Regions from separate parts of the Mus musculus genome. Here all the other regions are linked to region 3. A link is a contact called in public promoter capture Hi-C data. All regions are on one chromosome and are shown on one strand. Each heading gives the region's core, a stretch centred on a gene start, on an enhancer-like site or on the middle of the called end of the contact. The rest is flanking DNA. Distances are from core to core; before and after follow the strand shown. Region 1 holds the start of Zfyve9 (zinc finger, FYVE domain containing 9). Region 2 holds the start of Rab3b (RAB3B, member RAS oncogene family). Region 3 holds the start of Zyg11a (zyg-11 family member A, cell cycle regulator).

Evidence for each region. Promoter capture Hi-C pulls out the DNA fragments that hold promoters and counts their contacts.
Region 1: a contact with region 3 is called in a promoter capture Hi-C map of stem cell-derived epiblast-like cells, with 2.8 times the contacts expected there. The contact joins the promoter of Zfyve9 here to the promoter of Zyg11a in region 3. A contact is called at or near these places in 5 of 39 promoter capture datasets (the C10 cell line, cranial neural crest, hematopoietic stem and progenitor cells and 2 more) and 1 of 9 other capture datasets (pancreatic islet).
Region 2: a contact with region 3 is called in a promoter capture Hi-C map of pre-B cells, with 3 times the contacts expected there. The contact joins the promoter of Rab3b here to the promoter of Zyg11a in region 3. A contact is called at or near these places in 2 of 39 promoter capture datasets (hematopoietic stem and progenitor cells and pre-B cells).

What each region holds. Positions count from the first base shown.
Region 1 is chr4:108,778,149-108,782,230 of GRCm38.p6, reverse strand. It overlaps Zfyve9 (zinc finger, FYVE domain containing 9), which reads left to right and starts at 1,392. Exons shown (of 19, transcript NM_001384118.1): 1 at 1,392-1,778.
Region 2 is chr4:108,877,663-108,881,440 of GRCm38.p6, reverse strand. It overlaps Rab3b (RAB3B, member RAS oncogene family), which reads right to left and starts at 2,371. Exons shown (of 5, transcript NM_023537.5): 1 at 2,223-2,371.
Region 3 is chr4:108,215,976-108,219,708 of GRCm38.p6, reverse strand. Zyg11a (zyg-11 family member A, cell cycle regulator) reads left to right here and starts at 1,666. Exons shown (of 14, transcript NM_001167936.3): 1 at 1,666-1,876. The coding sequence starts at 1,787.

The DNA of each region.
Region 1 (4,082 bases), core at 143-2,642, 560 kb before region 3:
TGGTTCTATTTTGATATCTGCTGTGCTGTAGAATGTCAAAGGATCCAGTGTACTAGGTTCTCCTCTTCAGAGGAGGATGTTACATAAATGCACGAGTGAAATTCAGGGAAATTTCACTTAGACCAGGATGATGAGAATGACCTTTTGATAGGAACACACACACACACACACACACACACACACACACACACACGCGCACACGCACACACACACACACACACACACACACAGACACACACGAGCGGGGTTGGGGAGTGTGGTGGGATAAACACACACAGATGGGCACAATCTCCAGATTAAGAATGACTAAGTAAGTGTTAGGGTGTTCTGGAATTAACAAAAATTGGAACTATAGGCCCGTCCTTCCATCCCCAACCTTCACAACCAGCTAGGCAGGCAGGAGAAAACAGAGGTTCAAAAATATTACATAACTTGCCAGGGTCATAAAACTCTACATGATGTAACTGGAACCAGTGGCATCAGGATCTGCCTGACACCAAAGTCCTTGCTTGTTCCAGTATAGCTCCCAGAAACAAAACCAACCAACCAACCAACCAAACAAACACAGTATTTGGGAATTTGAGGGACCAGGGGATTTAAAATTTTTTTTTTCTTTTTCCTATTTCCCTTCTGACAGTCTTTAGTTGTGACGTTATGTTAGCATCCTAGAGGCTGGGCAAGATCAAACAGGAGGCATTTGTAAACAAAATGACTGCATAGCCTTTAATATAACCACAACAATTTCCTTCTTTCAGAGTTTTTATCTAGGATTTGATAAGGGGTGGGTGACCCAGAAGTGGTAGAGGTGGTGGCCAGGGTTAAGTTAGTAAAAGGATGAGTCTTTTCTTACCTTTAAGTTGTTTATCGGTTTCAGGACAACCCGTTGGTTATTCTCTTCTCTTTGTCAGCGTTTTTTAAATTTTGTTTTGTTTTGTTTGTTTGTTTTTTGTTTTCTCCCCCCTACTTTGTAGGTAAGGATAGGGTTTAAGGAATTCTATAGCACATTTCTGTAGTGAATCTGCACAGTAGCTCCAAAAAAGTTGAGGTCAAAGATGATTCCTTTATCTGCTTTGGGAAGGGATTGTGCATGTGCTTAGGAAAAGAAAAAAGGGATTTGTTCTGGGTCACGCTCCTTTCATACTGACGCACTGAGGGAATTAAAAGGGACCCCCTGTCTCCACGAGAAATGAACCGAGATTCCCTCACATTCCCGCTCTCGGAGACGAGTGACGAAAGCATTCACATACCTTCTTGGAGGGAAGAAAAAGGTGCTGGGGTCTGACGGGGGTGGGGTGTGGGGGGAGCCGACAGCTTCCGGCTCCCGGGAAGCCGCGTCAGGGGCGGGCCACGGGCCGCGGGCGGCGCAGGGCGCACGGGGCCCCGCCACCCCCAGGCCGCGCTGCCTCGCGTTCCCTGCCGCTCGTGCCCGGTGCGGCCGCCGCAGTCCCGGCGCCGTAGCGGGACGTGGGGTCCAGGGGGCGCTGTGGCCCAGCGGCGCGGGCGGCTGAAGCGGCCACCGCGGCGGCGCCCGAGGCTTCGCCGAGCCCGTCTGCCTGCATCGCCTCGGTTGTCCCGCCGTAAGCTGCGCCCCCGGCCGCGCTCGGCCGCGCTCGGCCGCGCTTTCCCGGACCCGCGTGGCTGAGGCGGCTGGAGGGGCGCTGGGCCTCAGTCCCGGCCGCTGAGACCGCAGCCCCCTCAGGAGTGCGAGGCTTCGCGGCGGAGCCCCGCTGAGGACGAGGCTCTCGGCTGAGTGACGACCCCCGGGCCATGGAGAGGCGGTGAGTGTGGCGCGCTGCGGTTCGGGGCTCGTCTGCTTGCGCCGCCCAGGGGTCCTGGCGCCAGCTATTGGGCCGGGCGGACGGAGCGTCCTGCCAGTGCGGCCGCCGCGGGCACCCCGGAGCTCTGGGGCCTCGGCCCTTTCTCCGTGGGTCCCCGGGAGATTGAAGGCGTGCGGGGGGCGACTAGGCCCCGAGTCGCCGGGAAGCCCTTAGCCGGGCCTGGGTTCCGGCGCGGCCGGGTACGTGAAGATCGGGCTGGCGGCCGCACCGGTGCCCTTCGCGTTTGTCCCGGGCGGGGCCGAGCGTGCCTTCCTTCCCAGGGCCCTTCGAGCACATCCCGGAGGGAGGCAGAGGACGCTTGTTTGCAAACAGCTTTGGCTTGCCTGCTCCGCGTACTGAGTCCTGCGGAGCCACCCCCTGGGTGGGGAGTGGTGAGTATTGAGGTGCAGAGAGTGCGGGGCACTCGGAGCCCCTGGTACTCCAGGAGTAGCATTCACGCCTCCCTTGCTGGAGACACAGCCTTTTGCGTCCTTTTTTGAGGTGAAATTTCATCACCTGCCGCTAGCTCATCCTTTCCTCCTTATGTTACATCTTGTCTCTGAGCGAGGTCTGCTTTGGAGAAAGCCCCATCCCATCTTTGCTATGCTAAGTTTCCTAGCTACTCACAGTTAAAAAAAGAAAAAAAAAATCTTTTAGGAAGATGTCTTTTCCACCTTTAGAGAGACAGGAAATGTTTTAATGCCCCAGTCCTTGGTACAAAAATGTTTTACTCAAATAGAGAACGGATGGCAAGAAGATTTTAAATCATACTAATTACCCTAATTGCAAGGACATGCCGAAAATGGGATATAAACTCAGTTGTACAAGAAAAATGATTTGTTTTGTTCTGGTAAGGATGTAAAAAAAAGTTAGTGATTGTAGTTTGACATTACACGTCAGATATTGGGTGCTTCTTGTTTATGATAAATGTGATTACAGGTTATTCTCATTTTTCTACTATATAGGACTTATATGTACATCTAGAACGTCAATGCATGAAAATATGTATATATAGTAGAAAATTTGGATACGCAGAGAGGTACTATATTGGCTTTCAATATGTACTTAATAACTGGAGAGAGATTACTAGTAATGTCATATGTTTTGATGGTCATTCAAAGTTTACAGTGAGAGTGTACTGATTTATAAAATTATTATTATATTTTGGAATTAAATTAAGAATGCCTGACTGGTCCACTTTACAGCCAGACATTTGTTTAAAATTTATAAAATATGTTACTAATTATCAGAGTTAGAGCCATCAGTTAATATGCATAGTTACCTGTAAGACTCCTGACTTAACCTTCCTACAGAGCGTGGGAATCTCCTGAGGTCTAAGGGGGTCATCATGTTGATGAATTTTGAGGACCCATTGTGTTAGTGTTGTAGCCTTGCCTTTGTCAGATCTTGTGTAAGCATTTTTAACTGTAAAACATTGGCTTGATTAGTATGTTGGTTAACTTAGGTTTTAAAAGTCGAATTCTTTTCTCAGTGTGTCTCTAAAGACCAATGTTAGAATTGGGGGTACTGATTAAAATATTCTATTCCTGGTCCCCTAAATCAGAATTGTAGGTATAACTCGAAGATCTTGATTTTTTTAAATCAACCTTCCTGATTCTTAGTACTACTAAATTTGGACATAATTGATAAAAGAGATTCGCTTAGGTGGACACAATTGTCCTCTCTCTAGCAAAACTATTACTCTTAAGTGGCTTACAGATGGTCTTCATAGCAACAGATAATGGTTTTGTAATGCAGATAGAAAAACAGCTGTTTCAGTCAACAAACATGGTAAGCCTTTGGTGGGAATGTTAAGGAAAACTATCTGGTTATTCATCTTGGCAATGAATAAATGTCAATATTGTCTGTAAAATGCTGTTAGGTATTTAGAAGGCTTTTAGAAGACAGCATACAAAAAGTATTGTATAAATTTTTAAAATATAATTTTAGGTGATAATAATATCAGGTTCTGTTTTAGGTGTTCTGGGAAATACAAAAATGACCAAGGTTTCTGCTAGCAATTAGCTAATTGTGGAAGCAGGACAAGTTTAATTAACTGTTACATGGCTGGGTCAGAAAAGTGTTGTAACTGAGTGAAATGAGGTAGATCTCTGCTTAGGGCTTCTGTGTCTCATCCAGGATCTTGCCCTTCAAGATGCATCCCTAAGGAATGGGAGGTCACTCTAGAAGAGGACTTGCTTAGAATGTGTAAGCCCCCCAGTTTAATTCTCAGAATTGAGAAAAAAATCATATGGAATGTTCCTT
Region 2 (3,778 bases), core at 1,122-3,621, 660 kb before region 3:
ATGCATGTGTATGTGGTGTGTGTGGTGTAGGTGGTGTGTATGCATGTGTGTGTGGTGTGTGTGGTGTAGGTGGTGTGTGTGTATGTGTGTGTGTGTATGCATGTGTGTGTGGTGTATGTGGTGTGTATATGTGGTATATGCATGTGTGTGTGGTGTGTATGGATGTGTGTATGCATGTGTGTGGTGTGTATGCATGTGGTGTGTGTGTGTGTGTGCATGTGTATGTGGTGTGTGTATGTGTATGCATGTGTGTGTGGTGTAGGTGGTGTGTGTGTGGTGTATGGACAGAGGCACTTTTACCCTGTGCACATGTGTGCTTCTGAGACACAACCAAGACTGGATACATGTTGGCTTCCTTCCTTCTGATTGGAAGCTGGGAGTCAAGGATGCCATGACACAGCCACCCCTGCACAGCCACCGTGGCTTCTCTGGAGCAGTGCTCTAGAGTTTACAGAACTCTTGTCAGCCCACATAATTCTCCCTGATTCTTACAACCACCATGCTGTTTCCCACTCAATCCATAGGCACTGCACACTTACACCACGCCAGGTGCTCTGTGAACTCACAGAGATGGAGCAGGGATCAATGCCGAGGCTAATGGAGGGCACTGGGCAGCTTCCTCTTTTGCTCCCTTTCTTATTTTTTTATTCCTTTAGACTTAGTTGTTTTTAATGTGTATGAATGTCTTGCCTACGTTTCTGTATGTACACACACCACACTAGTGCCTGGTGCCTGTAAGGGTCAGAAGAGGGAGTCAGATTCCCCCCAGAACTGCAGGTAGGGTGGTTGTGAACCACATGCTGCTCCTGAGAACTGAACCCTTGTCTACAAGAGCAACAAGTGCTCCTGAATGATGAGCCATCTCTCCAGCCATCTCTCCAGCCCAGCCTATTTGTTCGTTTGTTTGTTTGTTTGAGACCGTCACATTTCAAGCTCCAGGGGTTCACCATGTCTCTGTCCCTACAGCTAGAGTTACAGGCACAGAGATGATGGCAGCCTCTTCCACACTGAGGATGTGAATCTAGGTCCTCATATCTGCGAAGCAAGCACACTCCTCTTCTTCTGTTTGGGGATGCAGAAGGGATGTGCTCTATCTGCTTGCATGAGGGCGCACACACACACACAAACACACACACACACACACACACACACACACACACGCGTGCGCGCGCACGCACACACACACACACACTCACTTATTTCGTTTACAGTCTACAGCTTTCCTGTGGATTCTGGGAAGGTGGGATGGAGAAATCCACTTTCACTCCACACCTCTTTTGGCTTCTAGAGGTTGTCATCCTGCCCTCTCAAAGTCTCTTCCACATTTGACACCAAGATAGAATTGCATGTGGATGAATTTTTCTGTTCACTATTCTCTTCTTGCCCATGGCTCCAGTTGGCATTGTAGTCTTGTCCAGTGTTTGCTGTCCTCATGCTGTCAGGAGCCAAGACTCGGCTAGTGCCAAGGTTGTACTCAACCCTCACCTCACACCCATCATCCCTGCAATTTCACTCTCCAAGTTCCCTCAAGGTTTCTCTGCTTCCAGCTACAAGACCCTGCTCCATTCCAGCGCCATTTCCTCCATCCTGACCAGAACTTAGGTGTCCCTCGCCCACAAGCAGGGTCAAGACCCACTCCCCTACCTAGTTCCCGCCCCTTTCTGCGGGGCGGAGTAGACTCAGCTGGCTCCCCACATTTCCCTTCTTCCAAGCTCATCCCCTCCAAGCCCCAACCCTATGTCTCCATCCCTTGAGACCCCTTCGCGGGTACCAGCGGGGCTCGGTTCTACACCCTTTCACTCCCAGCTAACCACACTCACGTCCCGGAAGTTCTCAATCCCACCAGACACCCGTTCCTGCTCTGCGCCCCTTCCTTTCAGCCCTTGCTCTTCTGCTCGTCTCAAAGCCCCTCGAGCCCACCCAGCTCTCCGCCTTCACGCCCCCTTTCGCCTGCCTCCCCTCCATCCTTTCAGCATCCCTCTGCTGCCCTAAGATGTACCCAGCCACCCCTTACTGCCTGTAGTAGCTGCTCATCTGCCCCCAGCCCCAATGGTCGCTGCTTCCCGGCGGACCTGTGCGGAGTGCGAGCCAGCACTCCTGCTTTGCTGCGGTGCGGGTCCCTGGCGGCCTCTCGCAGCCCCTCTCTGAGTCCCCTAGGCTGCCTTGCACTCGGTCCCCGGCTCCCAGGCAGTGCGGAGCCCGGTCGAGGCCGCGCCCCTTACCTCGGATAAGAGCTGGCTCACGGACAGTGCAGCCGGACTGTTGCACTTGGCGATAGTGGGTGAGAGGCAGGCGAGGCGGGTCTGGTTCCCACCTCGGCTACGGAGGGCTGAGGCTCTGGCTGAAGATGGGTTGGGTTCCCGCTGGGTCCAAGCCCCGCCCCTGGGCGGAACCCATGTAAGATCCGCCCCGCCCCTGCGTTCTGGGCTGGTGTAAGGAACCTACAATTTCTTGGGAGCCTTACACCCTATATATCTGGGTGACTTTTATAATCTGCCCACATTCTATAGTTTGCACCTACAGGGTGCTCAGAGGTCTTTGGTGATAATGTAGATGATGATGGCGTCAAGTTTTGCTCTTTCCAAATGCTTTACTCCATTCTCATAAACTCTCAAGGAGGGAGCACAACCTGTCCACAAGTGAAAAATGAGCTAGGAAGCTGGCTATCACCGTCTGCCCCACTCATCACCTCTTCATGGTCCTTGTCGTCTGAGACTGGTAATCCCATCTGAACAAATCCAATCTTCTTCTAGGTTTCCTTTTCTCTGCATAAAGTATCCTGGTTCAGGACTCATGGGACTAATGCAAGAATTCTAATTCCTGCCTTCTTTCCAGCCTCTATACCAGTGACCTGAGGAACCTTTTGAAATGATTTCGACCTTGTTAAGATAACACTCACTGCTTCTCCATGACCAGCAGTAGCATGGAGTTTGCCAACTGGAGTGGTAAATGTTCTTGTCTGAGCCTTAGCAGACCCCAGATCTTCCAGGAGTGGTAGGTCACCTTCAAATTCTTATATGGATTTCACCTTCCATTGTCCTGAGGTCACTGGCCTGACATTTGGGTCTGGAGTTATTATTCTTTTCTTTCTTCCTTTTAATGATTTTTTATTTCATGTGCATTGGTATTTTGCCTGCGCGGATGTCTGTGTGAGGGTGTAGGATCCCTGGAACTGGAGTTACAGACAATTGTGAGCTGTCATGTGAGTGCTAGGATTTGAACCCAGGTCCTCTGGAAGACCAGCCAGTGCTCTTACCCACTGAGCCATCGCTCCAGCTCCTCTTTGTTCTTTTCTATAGTCATCCCCACCCCAGGTCATAGAAGTACGAGTCAGATAAGAAGTCCAGATTTTTCTCAGTTCCGTTATGACTTGTCTAAGATGTTTCTTTCCAGCCTCTCTGCCTCAGCATCAGAGTCCTAATCCTTACAATGTTCGCTAGAGCTGCTTATCAGCCCCTTTAGTCAGGTCCGCGCTGCCCATTTGACTTTCAGCTTCCCCTGTGCTCCCTCTAGAACCCTGGTTCCACCCTCTGCATCTTTAGAATGCTCAGGTTACCTCTTTATCTTTACCGAAACCTTATCCTCCCCCGGGACACTGCTTCCATGGTAGCCCTCTGCAGAAAGGCTCTTCATTTTCTTAACCTCCATGTATCATAACACCAGGAGGTGGGCAGCATTGTCACGCCCACCCTCATACAAAGATTTGCTCTCCTTTGCCCGCGAGCCATATCACAGCCTATGGCTCCTCCACACTGTTCCTCGTGCTCTGAGGAGTTCC
Region 3 (3,733 bases), core at 417-2,916:
ACCAGCAGTAACAAAACCCTGCCACAAACAAAAGACATAACATACACATATATAACTGTAAAATAAACTTTAAGAACAGAAATCCAGACAGTCTTTCAAATGCGATATATTTAGGTTTTGGGCCAGCACTCCTGACTCTTGTGTCTCCCAAATTCTGAGATTGCAGACGTTCACCACCGCCATGCCAACTTAAATCACAAATTTGAATAATGAGTCTTTGATTTATTTTGGCCCTACCCAGTCCAGAACTCACAGAGTTCAATCTGCCTCTGCCTCCCTCGAGTGCTGGGATCAAAGGCCCATGCTTTCCCAGGTAAAATCCCTTCATCCTGGCTCTTACTTCTAACCTTCAGTTTCCGCAATGGCTTGTTCTCATTCCTAAAATTCTGTTCTTGCAGTGTGCGGAGTGAGTGGTCTAACAGCCACGCCCCCACATGGCTAGCAGCCACGCCCCCGCATCGCTAGCTTTGTAGTTACTTTCAAGGACAGCTGTATACAACTCACCTTGCACCTTGGGAGGTGGAAGTGGAAGAATCAGTTCAAGGTCATCTTCAGCTATAATGCAAATTCCAGGCTGGTGAACAAGAAAACAGACCGCTGAGGGAAGCGTAGCCTGGTCCTTTGTTCTTGAAAACTAATTTTAACATTTGAATTCCTTCATCTAGCACGAGCCTGGGAAGTGCCTGAGTACAAACCTTATCTTTAGCAATCCTGGTTTCTGCCTGTGTGCTCTCACCTGATCTTACATGTAGTTGATAAAAATTAGGCTTCAGATACCCCCAGCAATCCAAGAGATTGGGCTCTCTGTCTCTGCCTTTCACCTGTCTGTCTAGGTCTCTTAACAGCATTGGCCTGGATCCGAGCAATAGTTGTATGTTAAATAAGATGGTCTTAAAGTAATGGGGGCTGAGGTTAGTTTCAAACTAGTTTTCAGAAGAAAACCTTCAACCTTTGATCCTGTTTCCACTTCCCTGTGCTCTTATAAAAATAGGTGCTGTGTTTTGTTTTTGAAATTTTATTGTGTGTGCGTGTCGTGTGTGTAAGCAGACGTTAACACTGCACTCTGTCCCCTTCCAACCAGGTTAGCAGCCTCTAGAAATATTTTGTACCGTTAATCCTCATCAAGGAGTCAAAACGTGACTGGTATCTGGGGCAAAGCCTTTGAAAATGCTTTTTAATTTGTTTAAAGCACTTAAAAATCTGGCACGTGGTAGAGCCCTGGCCTACAATGCGCTCTAGATTCCTTATCTAACTCAAAAAAAAAAAAAAAAAAAAAAATCAAGCCCTGGTGGGTGGCTACTTCTTTAATACCAGTACTTTGGAGGCAGAGGCCGGTGGACGTCTATGAACTTGGAGTTCTAGGACCAGCCAGGGCTACACAGAGAAACCTTATTTCAAAACCAAAACCAACCAAACAAAAAACAAACAAACAAAAAAACACCCCCCCCCCACAAAATACCCCCCCATAAAAAGAAGAAACAAAATAAAAATGTACAATGAGGAACGCTGTGCGTGCTATGCGAACGCCCTCGGCAGCGTGGGTCTCAGGGCGCTCGGCCTCCGAGGAGTGAATAGGAGTTGGGTGGCTGAGGCTGGAGAGCGAGGACCATTGGGCGTGCGGCGGGGGCGGGGTCGCGGCGGACCTGTGCGCGGCGTGGGGCGGCCATTCAAACGCCGGCCGACCTTCCTGAGCTCTCCTCCCGTGCCGGGCGACCTTCCTGCGCTCTCCTCCGGGGCGCCGGGGCGCGACGTCGGCGGCCGGGCTCGCGTGGGCGGCGTCGGCGTCATGGTCCATTTCTTGCATCCGTTGCTGTGGCCGCGGGCCCTCGTCCTGCCCGACGCCCAGCAGGACGCGCAGGGCCACTGCTTGGTGCAGGTGAGTGTGGCCGCCGTCCGGGCTCCGGGGCGTCCGCCCGTCGTGCAGCGCGGCCCGCGGGCGGGCGGGCTGGTGCGGGGCGGCCTCCTCCGGGCGGGCGGGCGGGCGGCGAGTTGGGCGTGACGGTTCCCTGGAAGTCGCCGGCAGGCCGGCCCGGGCTCCGGGCTCCAGGCTCCGTGGACGCCGCGTCCAGCCCTCGCGGGGTTCCTGTTCGCTGCGCTGCTGAGGAAGGCGCCCGAGTTCGAACCCCAGCCATACTGAGCCCCCCGCTGCGCGCAGGCGCCACCCCCTCAGGCTAGCCCCGCTCCTCTCCTCAGACCTCCAGCCCGCCCGGTCTCCTCAGCCCGCTCCCTTCAGATGGCCTCACCTCAGCAAGCACAGACCCGCCCCTCTCCTCAGGGCCCCGAGCCGCCTCCTCTTAGCGCCCCACGCAGCGGCTCCCCTAAGTCGCCCACCCACCTGCCCCAGGAACCGAGTGCGGAAGGCGGCGAGCCCGAGGGTGACTGGGTCTACACTAGAACTTAGTGATCTTGGATGCTCAGTACCTGGCGGGGGTGGGGTGGGGGACAGCGAAAAATACACCGGTGACAGGCAGATGTGGGTGCTGGGAACAGAGTTTCGGCCTCTAGAAGAACCCTGTGCCCTCTTTTAACCTCTGAGCCATCTCCTTAGCCCCTATTTTAATTTTATTCTGGAAATAAAATTCCACCCAAGATCAGGCTGGTCTGGAACTCACTAAGTAACTCAGGCTGGCCTTGCATTCTCAACAATACTGGGGTTACAATTACAAGCAAGTGACAGGGGACCCAGCTTCTTTCTGCTTGTCCCTGCTTACAAGACAAGCGTCTTACCAAGTGAGCTACTCCTCGGGCCTTGCAGGTTTTAACTCATATGCCTATGTATTTTTTGGGAGTTAATAAAGTTAGTTCTTTGTATATCTCCATATTTATAAAAGGAGACAACATTTGCTGAGCCATGGTGGGACACGTCTTTAATCCCAGCACTCAGGAGTTAGTTTGAGGCCAACCTAGTCTACAGAGTGAGTTCCAGGAAGCCAAAGCTACACAGAGAAACTGTCCAAAGTGGAAAAAAAGAAGTGGGGGGGGGGGGGGGACAGCATTCCCAGAACTATAACAGATTTTGCTTTGGTAATATCTATCAAGAAATGTATTCTCTACTTCATTCGGTTTATCAAATTTATTGGAATTTGAAATCTTCATGGAGTTTTTTTTTCTTTTTCGAGACAGGGTTTCTCTGTGTAGCCCTGGCTGTCTTGAAACTCATTCTGTAGACCAAGCTGACCTTGAACTCAGAAATCCACCTGCCTCTGCCTCCCAAGTGCTGGGATTAAAAGTGTGTGCCACCACCACCCAGCCTTAAATTATCTTTTTAGTGTATATATGGTATCTGTAATTTTTCTGGTTATTATCTTCCAACATATACAACTTTTTTTTAAAGATGTCTTTATTATATGTAAGTACACTGTAGCTAGCTGTCTTCAGACACATGAGAAGAGGGCATCAGATCTCATTATGGATGGTTGTGAGCCACCATGTGGTTGCTGGGATTTGAGCTCAGGACTTTCTCGGAAGAGCAGTCGGCGCTCTTAACCACTGAGCCATCTCTCCAGCCCCCGATATACACCTTTTTTATTTTAATAGTTGTGGGTAATATCTTTATAATTCCCCTTATTTTGCTTACATGATGTGTAATTTTTTTAATTGTTTTTGACTTCTATGCTCTCGACTGGCCTCTAGCTCTTTATGTAGCTGAGGGTGACCTTGACTCCTGATCATCCCGTCTCTAAGTCACAAGTGGTAGGATTATAGGTTTGGACCTGTAATTTTTTTTGTGGAT